2 separate regions of the Gossypium hirsutum genome follow, and region 1 is linked to region 2. A link is a contact called in public Hi-C data. All regions are on one chromosome and are shown on one strand. The core of a region is the stretch at or near the end of the contact, and the rest is flanking DNA. Distances in the headings are between cores, read along the strand shown.

Region 1 (3,468 bases), core at 189-2,688, 260 kb after region 2:
TCATAGACAATTACTGCAACAGAAGAATCTCTGATATAACTCGGAATAAGACTCCTAAACCTCTCCTGCCCAGCAGTATCCCTGTGAAATTATAAGATAAAAACTCAAACGGAGACGAGACAAATGAAAATTTGAAGAGAATATAACTCGTGAAAACCAAGAAATTTAGATTAATTTGCATGTTATGCTTTTCTCAATTGCCAAACCACACTTTGGCATGGATGGCTTTTGATAGTTTACTATAAGAGGATGGAAGTGCGTAGCAGAAATGATTTACTTTCGGTTTCTAAAAGTTGTCAACCGCATGAAGAGGAAATGCTAGGGATTCATCAAGCAAATACGGCTTCTTGTTTTCTCATTGGAATGACAATTACCCACAAATTTAAAGCTCCTTCAGCGACAACAAATTAAAACTGCCTTACAACAAAAGTAAGCTTTTGTAGTCTAAAATTTAAACAATCAACACCTTAAGTTCACAAAATATATGCTTGATTGCATGTGTATTGAACATACAATCTAGCAATGGAACTAGAACTAATAAAGAAACTGTTGAACATAGTTATCCAAGATCCAATGAAAAAGGAAGAAACTGTATTACCAAAGCTGCAAACGAACCGTTCGATCTTCAAGATACATTGTTTTTGATAAAAAATCAATTCCAATGGTGGCCTGCATTTATATAGCAATCATTCAAGAAAAATATACATATAAACATTCCCTCAATTCCAGTATTCACTCGATGTGATAGAAGTAAAGTTCAAATTCAATTACTAGAAATAATCATCGTACCCAAAAAAAACAAAATCCAAACTGATTATTTAAATAAACAAAAAAAGGATCTGCGTTAGGCTATCATGGAGAATCGAACAGTATAGCAAAGATCATTCTGCTCGAGATCAACAAAACAAGCAAAGACGATGTCAAGTAGGAGATTAAGATTCCAAACAGAGAGATGAATAAGTCGAAAAACGGAAATCAAATTCAAATAATATATAAGAAGCAGAGGAGTTGAAGAAATGGTGAAATGTTCATCGAATCTAAAAAAACATAGGTGGAAATGGTGGAAAAAGTTTACCTGGTAAGTGGTGTCGAATTTGTCGTACATGAAGCGGGTGATAATGCTGGTTTTGCCGACGGATTGATCGCCTAAGAATACCAGCTTGTATTTCGCCAAAGGAGAGACTGTCGCCATTTTTTTTTCAAATTTCTTCACTCTACTTTTTTTTAGAAAAAATTGTAAACAGAGAGTTGCAGATCTGATTCTGCAATGAAGAAAATTTGAAATTATGTTTATTATCGTTATTATTATTTGGATGGAAATGGAAATATTCAAAGAGACGGAAGAAAATGAAAGGAAAGGTTGAGTTTAATCCCTTCCATAAATAGAGGGCACGAGAAACCGCCAACTATGACGATGACGCCTTTGTGAAAATCTTTGGACCGCTTCTCACTTTCCAATTTCACCCTTTTTTTATTATTAAAATATGATCCAAGTGTATGAAGTTTTATACATTTATAATTTACTCTCATTATTTTTATTTCAATAAAAATATTTCTTTATATTTTGAATTTATTCATCAAGAGCAAGTGAATGTTTTTTATTTTAAAATGTCACATCAATAAATTTAATAAAAAATTTAGTCATAATTAATAATTACACCTTAGTTTTAAAATATGAAAAATTTTAAAAATAAAAATATAAAAAAAATTAAATTTTAAATGTACAAAAATACAAAAATTTGAAACATATTTTAACATTATTCTTTCAATAACATCACCAAAAACTTTAATTAGAGGAGGTAGAACTACAATTAATTCAAATAATTTATTTTTTAAAAAATCAATATTCAACATAATTATATTTTGTAATTATTTTTATTAATTTATCAAACCATTTTTAATATAAATTCAATATTTGTAAAATTCAATGCTAAAATTTTAACACTTTGATTTTTTAATACTTCATTTTATAATTTATCAAATAACATCTTACTCTTTTATTAATCTAGTCACCCTCCTCTTTTCATTTATGATAAAACTTGTAAAATTATTTTATTTTTCATTATTCTCTACAGTTTCTATGTTTGTTTGTTTTGGTTGTCGAAATAAAAGCAACAAAAGTTTGTAAAAACCGTCACAAAACAATGACACATAAAAACTAGATTTCAAAAACCATATCTATCCAGTGGCGGAGTCACAAAATTATTTTTGGTATCAGAATTAAATTATATATTTTTACTATAATAAAAATGTAATTTTATTATTTTAATAGTCTATATCTTTATAAATTTTAAAGGATTAAATTAAATTTTTATCATTCTTGGGAGGCCAAAGTGTAATTTTACTATTACTAATTTAAAAGTTTATAAATTATAAATGGCTTTGGAAAATTTTCCAGTTTAGGGGGCCTAGGGCCCTGCCAGCCCCCAACGTGTGGAAACTACGTATTTAGAACACATGTGTGCGTTTATAAATAACATAAAATAAATAATGAAATAAAAAAATTGAAACCAATAATAACACATATGCAATATGTAGGAAATTAAAATAAAAATATAGTTTAAATCATGAGTAAAAAGAAATTTAAATAGGTAAATACATCATATTAAGAATATTGAATACACTCCAATTGTTTATAAGAATATTGAATACACTCCAATTGTTTATCATGGCATTGTCATATTTCTTGAGTTGGTCTTGATATCAAGTTGACTTACATCAACTCAATAAACGACATTATTAATAAGATTATAGTATATCTATAATGTGGGTAAAAATAATTATATGATAAATTTATTAGGAATTGATATAAAAACTAAATGTTACTTTAGTTGAAATGTCAAAGTGTGAGATTATATTTGGAGTCTTGATTCAAACCCCTTTGTAAGCATGATTTTTTTTTTAAATTTATATAAAAAGACAGAAACTCTTAAATTAATATTTATTGTGTTGTTAAAATAATGATCTTTTGGTAATTTAATATATGAGTTTGGACCCAATTATAGGTGACACCAATTCAATAAAAAAATCTTTACATGAAGAAGAAGAAGAAGAAGAAGAAGAGAAGAAGAAGAAGAAGAAGAAGAAGAAGAAGAACTAATGGAAATAATAAATTATGCATATTAAAATAAAATGTATATAAAAGATATTAAAATAAAGCTCTAGTTAAAAGATAGACTTAAGGTTTTATTAATGTAATTGGCGCCCATTTAAATACTACATATACATACTTTTATTGATTTTTGTCAAAATTGAATTGGTTTAATTACGAAATGATATTTTCGTAATTTTTCAAATTGAATTGGTGTCCAGTCAATGGCTTACATAATAAGTTTAGATATATAGTTGATGTAAGTAATAAAGTATGCATAATAAAATTAAAATGTATAAAAATATTAAAATGAAACTTTAGTTGAGTGATAAATTAAAGGTTTTACTCGTGCAATTGCTTTAAATTCAAATCTCACA
Region 2 (3,495 bases), core at 814-3,313:
CATCCTTATCAACAAGTTTCACAATTCTTCTCCATGGTTTTAACGCATTGATCTTAACTTTGAGTCTCATGAACTCTGTCCATCCTCCATTCCGGTCCATCCAATCAATAGCAACTAGCTCTTCTATAGCATTGCCAATATCTAGAGCCGTCCGACGATCCATCAGTTCAATAGGGATATTGTAAACCCTCAGCCAGAATGGTGACATCCAAAACTCATACAAGTCAATTTCTTTTCCTTTTTCAAACAGCACCATGGAGAATAGGCAACGATCAAACAGCCAGGGCGAGAGATTTAGAATACAGCTACTATCCTCAATGCATCCAAATTTAACAATGACGGGCCCCTCTTTTAGCGCTACAAAATCCACCTCCTCTTTTGTAAACCATAGCGATTTGAAAACCCTATACATCGCCTCCATGTTTGGTGGTTCGATCGCCATGATTCTACCGATCGCCCATGACTCAAAGCCACGGGCATTGTTAACTTCACTTGTACTAACAACCCGAGTGGTCTCTTCTTCTGAGAATTTCAGCTTCTCCAGAAGTTCATTGATCTCATCCATCATTGTTCTAAAGTTAGTACCTTGTCTTTCTTCCATATGTCGCCCAATAGGTACCTATCAAGACAACCAAGAACCAAAAAAAGGCCAAAGCCAGACGCACTCGAAAAAAGACAAACATAAACGACGAAGAGAGCAGAGAAAAGACAGCCAAACCAGGTAACAATAAAGCCAACCCACGAACACACAAGGAACAAGAAACGAACAAACCAATGGAAAATTTACCAAAATTAACAGATTAAGTGAGGGCCTAATCCTACACAATCAGAGAACAGGAAAAAGGAGCCAACCGATGAAAAGAAAAGTCCAGTCCCCCGCCTAAGCAAGATTCGTGTAGCCCAGAAACCCTACATGCAAGAAACCATGCAGAAAACGTAGAAAAAAAAGGAGAAATAAAAGACAAACCACAGAACATGCAAGAGAACACGTAAAAAAGGCGATCAGCTTCACTCGAGTCAAAGACCTGATCACCGTGGGGACCACAAACAGCCAAGAAAAGAAAAAAGTCGTAAAATTCATGCAAACAACACCCAAGAAACATACGGAAAAGGAAAGCCAAAGAACATAAAATCAGAAACCTCCGTGAGGACCATGGTGGCAACGAGTCAAATCTCACGAGAGAATCGTAAAACCATGCAAAACCAAACAAAAAGCAACACAAACCAACGTAAAAGCACCCAAGAAATCAATGGAAATAGAGAATAATGGAGAAAATAATAAAATAAACCAAAAAAACTGAAGGAAGACGACAGACGGGCCCCACACGCAACACGTATTGTCCAGCGGTCCAAAAAACCCTTACCACCGAGAAAGCAAAAAGCACAATCAGGAACCAACAGGCAAGCCCAGTGCACGAACCCCGATGCACCAAAGCAGCGCAATAGTCTTGTCACCGAACAAACACCGTCTGACACCAATCACCAACAACTCAGACGCACCCCCAAACAGAAACAGCTAAACAAAGACGTAAGAAACAACACCAAAAGAAATCACACAATCAAACCCCCTTTACTGCCATAATATTCAAAGCGAATAAGGTAGACACACAACAAAATTTCAAGAACCGAAATCATCCAAATCTTGGAGAAAAAACAAAAAACGCGCGCATGCTACTCTCGTTCGCTGCTTCTACCAGGCGACCCTACTAGGCGACATTCGTTTTTTTTTATCAAAAACGACCCAAAGGGTCAATCTCAATTAATAGCATCATGAATAATAATGTTATGGATATCCGACGGATACTCCATATCGAAATACAAATCATTTTTATTCCTAATCGCTAATTTACATAAAAAAATCTGCAGTGTAGTTTCTATTACGATTAATCCAAATTACTTGGAACGATTCAAATTTGTTGAAAGCGTCACATTCTCTTCTAACGCACTAGCCCAAAATGGTAATATCCATCCTTATTTTTTTGACCGCGTTGACCAGCATGGCACTATCCAACTCCACAATTAATCTGCCCACCTTGAACCGTTCAGCCAGCTTTAAGCCTTCTTTAAACGCCTCCAACTCTGCCCAGATAACATCCATAGCCTTTTCCTTGAAAGTATACTAGCCCCCTATCAAAAAGCCATCGTGATCTCTCGAGATCGCTCCCACTCCTCTGCAATCATTTAAAACAGTAGCATCCACGTTAATTTTAATACTGCCATCAGGGGGTTTTTTCCAATTCTTCTTCACCAAATTAGTTGACATGACCGCAGGCTCAGTAAGATTGAAAATTCTGAAATCTTTGCTTAACGTTTGCGTCCTTTCCCATATCATCTCCGCAGATTCATCTTCCCTTTAAACACCATATTATTTCTGTCGTTCCAACTATTCCAGAGCAGGGTTAAAAAATCAGCAGCAGCCTTTTTGTCAAGCTCCCGAAAAACGTCCTCAAGCCAGTCGATACAATTTGTCTAATTCCTGTCGAGCTGACTGTTATTTAAACCCCCAGCAACAAGGATTTCACGCGCCTTAGGACAGTCTTTCATAGCATGAATCAAAGTTTCTTCACTCTTTTTGCACCTCGGGCAAGAATTATTAAAACCCTGACGAATGCGAGCTATATTGTCAAAAGTTGGCAAAATATTATGACCAATTCTCCAGCTAAAGATTTTGATCTTTGGGATCATTTTGAGTTTCCAAATATCGCGCCACAAAAATCTATGGGGGCCAAAGCCGACTTTATTAAGAATCATCCATGAGTATGCTGACTTGGTTGTGTAGGTCCCATGCGGGTTTTGTAACCACGTTCTGGTGTCTTTGACCCCATTATGAGGAATGGTCAAATTGCATATGTAGTCCCCCAAAGAGTCACCATAAATCTCCTTAACCCTCTCTCTTTTAGACCGCCTATTTCTGTTGTCACATAGATCCTTGACTTTTCTTTCATTGTCCTTGAAAGGGATCCTGGACACCGACTCACCCATGATGCCTTCCATACCCTAATAGTCCCGTCTAATGTCTTGGTTTTGCCATCGCCCACTTGCCCCCTTTACTGCCATAATATCCAAACCGAATAAGGCAGACACACAACAAAAAATTTAAGAACCGAAATCGTCCAAATCTTGGAGAAAAATAGAAAACGCGCGCATTGCTTGCTACCGCTACCAGGGGACATTCTTTTTTTTTTATGGGCTACCAGGCGACATTTATGTGTCCGAAACAGGGACACTTTTTTTACTCAACGCTCCCGCACCAACAGGGGCCCAACTTTTGCTTTGGTGCTCGAGGCTCTCGGACATCCAAGCACCAAGGTACCGATGGTGCTCGAGGCTCTCGCACATCCAAGCACCAAGGTTGCTGATGGTGTCAAAGGCTCCCGCACATCCGAGCCACCAAGGTGCCGGTGGTGCTCGAGGCTCTCGCACATACAAGCACCAAGGTACCGATTATGCTCGAGCCTCTCGCACATCCAGGCACCAAGGTTGTCGATGGTGGCC

What was found. Hi-C and Micro-C count contacts between places; a contact is called where the count stands out from the background.
Region 1: a contact with region 2 is called in a Hi-C map of leaf, with 1.4 times the contacts expected there. The contact joins the promoter of LOC107945394 here to the enhancer-like site in region 2. A contact is called at or near these places in 3 of 34 Hi-C or Micro-C datasets (leaf and petal).

What each region holds. Positions count from the first base shown.
Region 1 is chrD12:21,970,721-21,974,188 of Gossypium_hirsutum_v2.1, forward strand. LOC107945394 (ras-related protein RABH1e) reads right to left here and starts at 1,439. Exons shown (of 6, transcript XM_016879377.2): 1 at 1,076-1,439; 2 at 599-669; 3 at 1-81. The coding sequence starts at 1,192.
Region 2 is chrD12:21,713,763-21,717,257 of Gossypium_hirsutum_v2.1, forward strand. No RefSeq gene overlaps it. Among protein-coding and RNA genes, the nearest start is that of LOC107907991, 67 kb to the left of the region's middle. Within about 2 kb of position 2,064, at least 4 of the 9 cell types and tissues checked have an H3K27ac peak or open chromatin away from gene starts, as enhancers often do. A contact at or near this core is called in leaf, where this site is marked.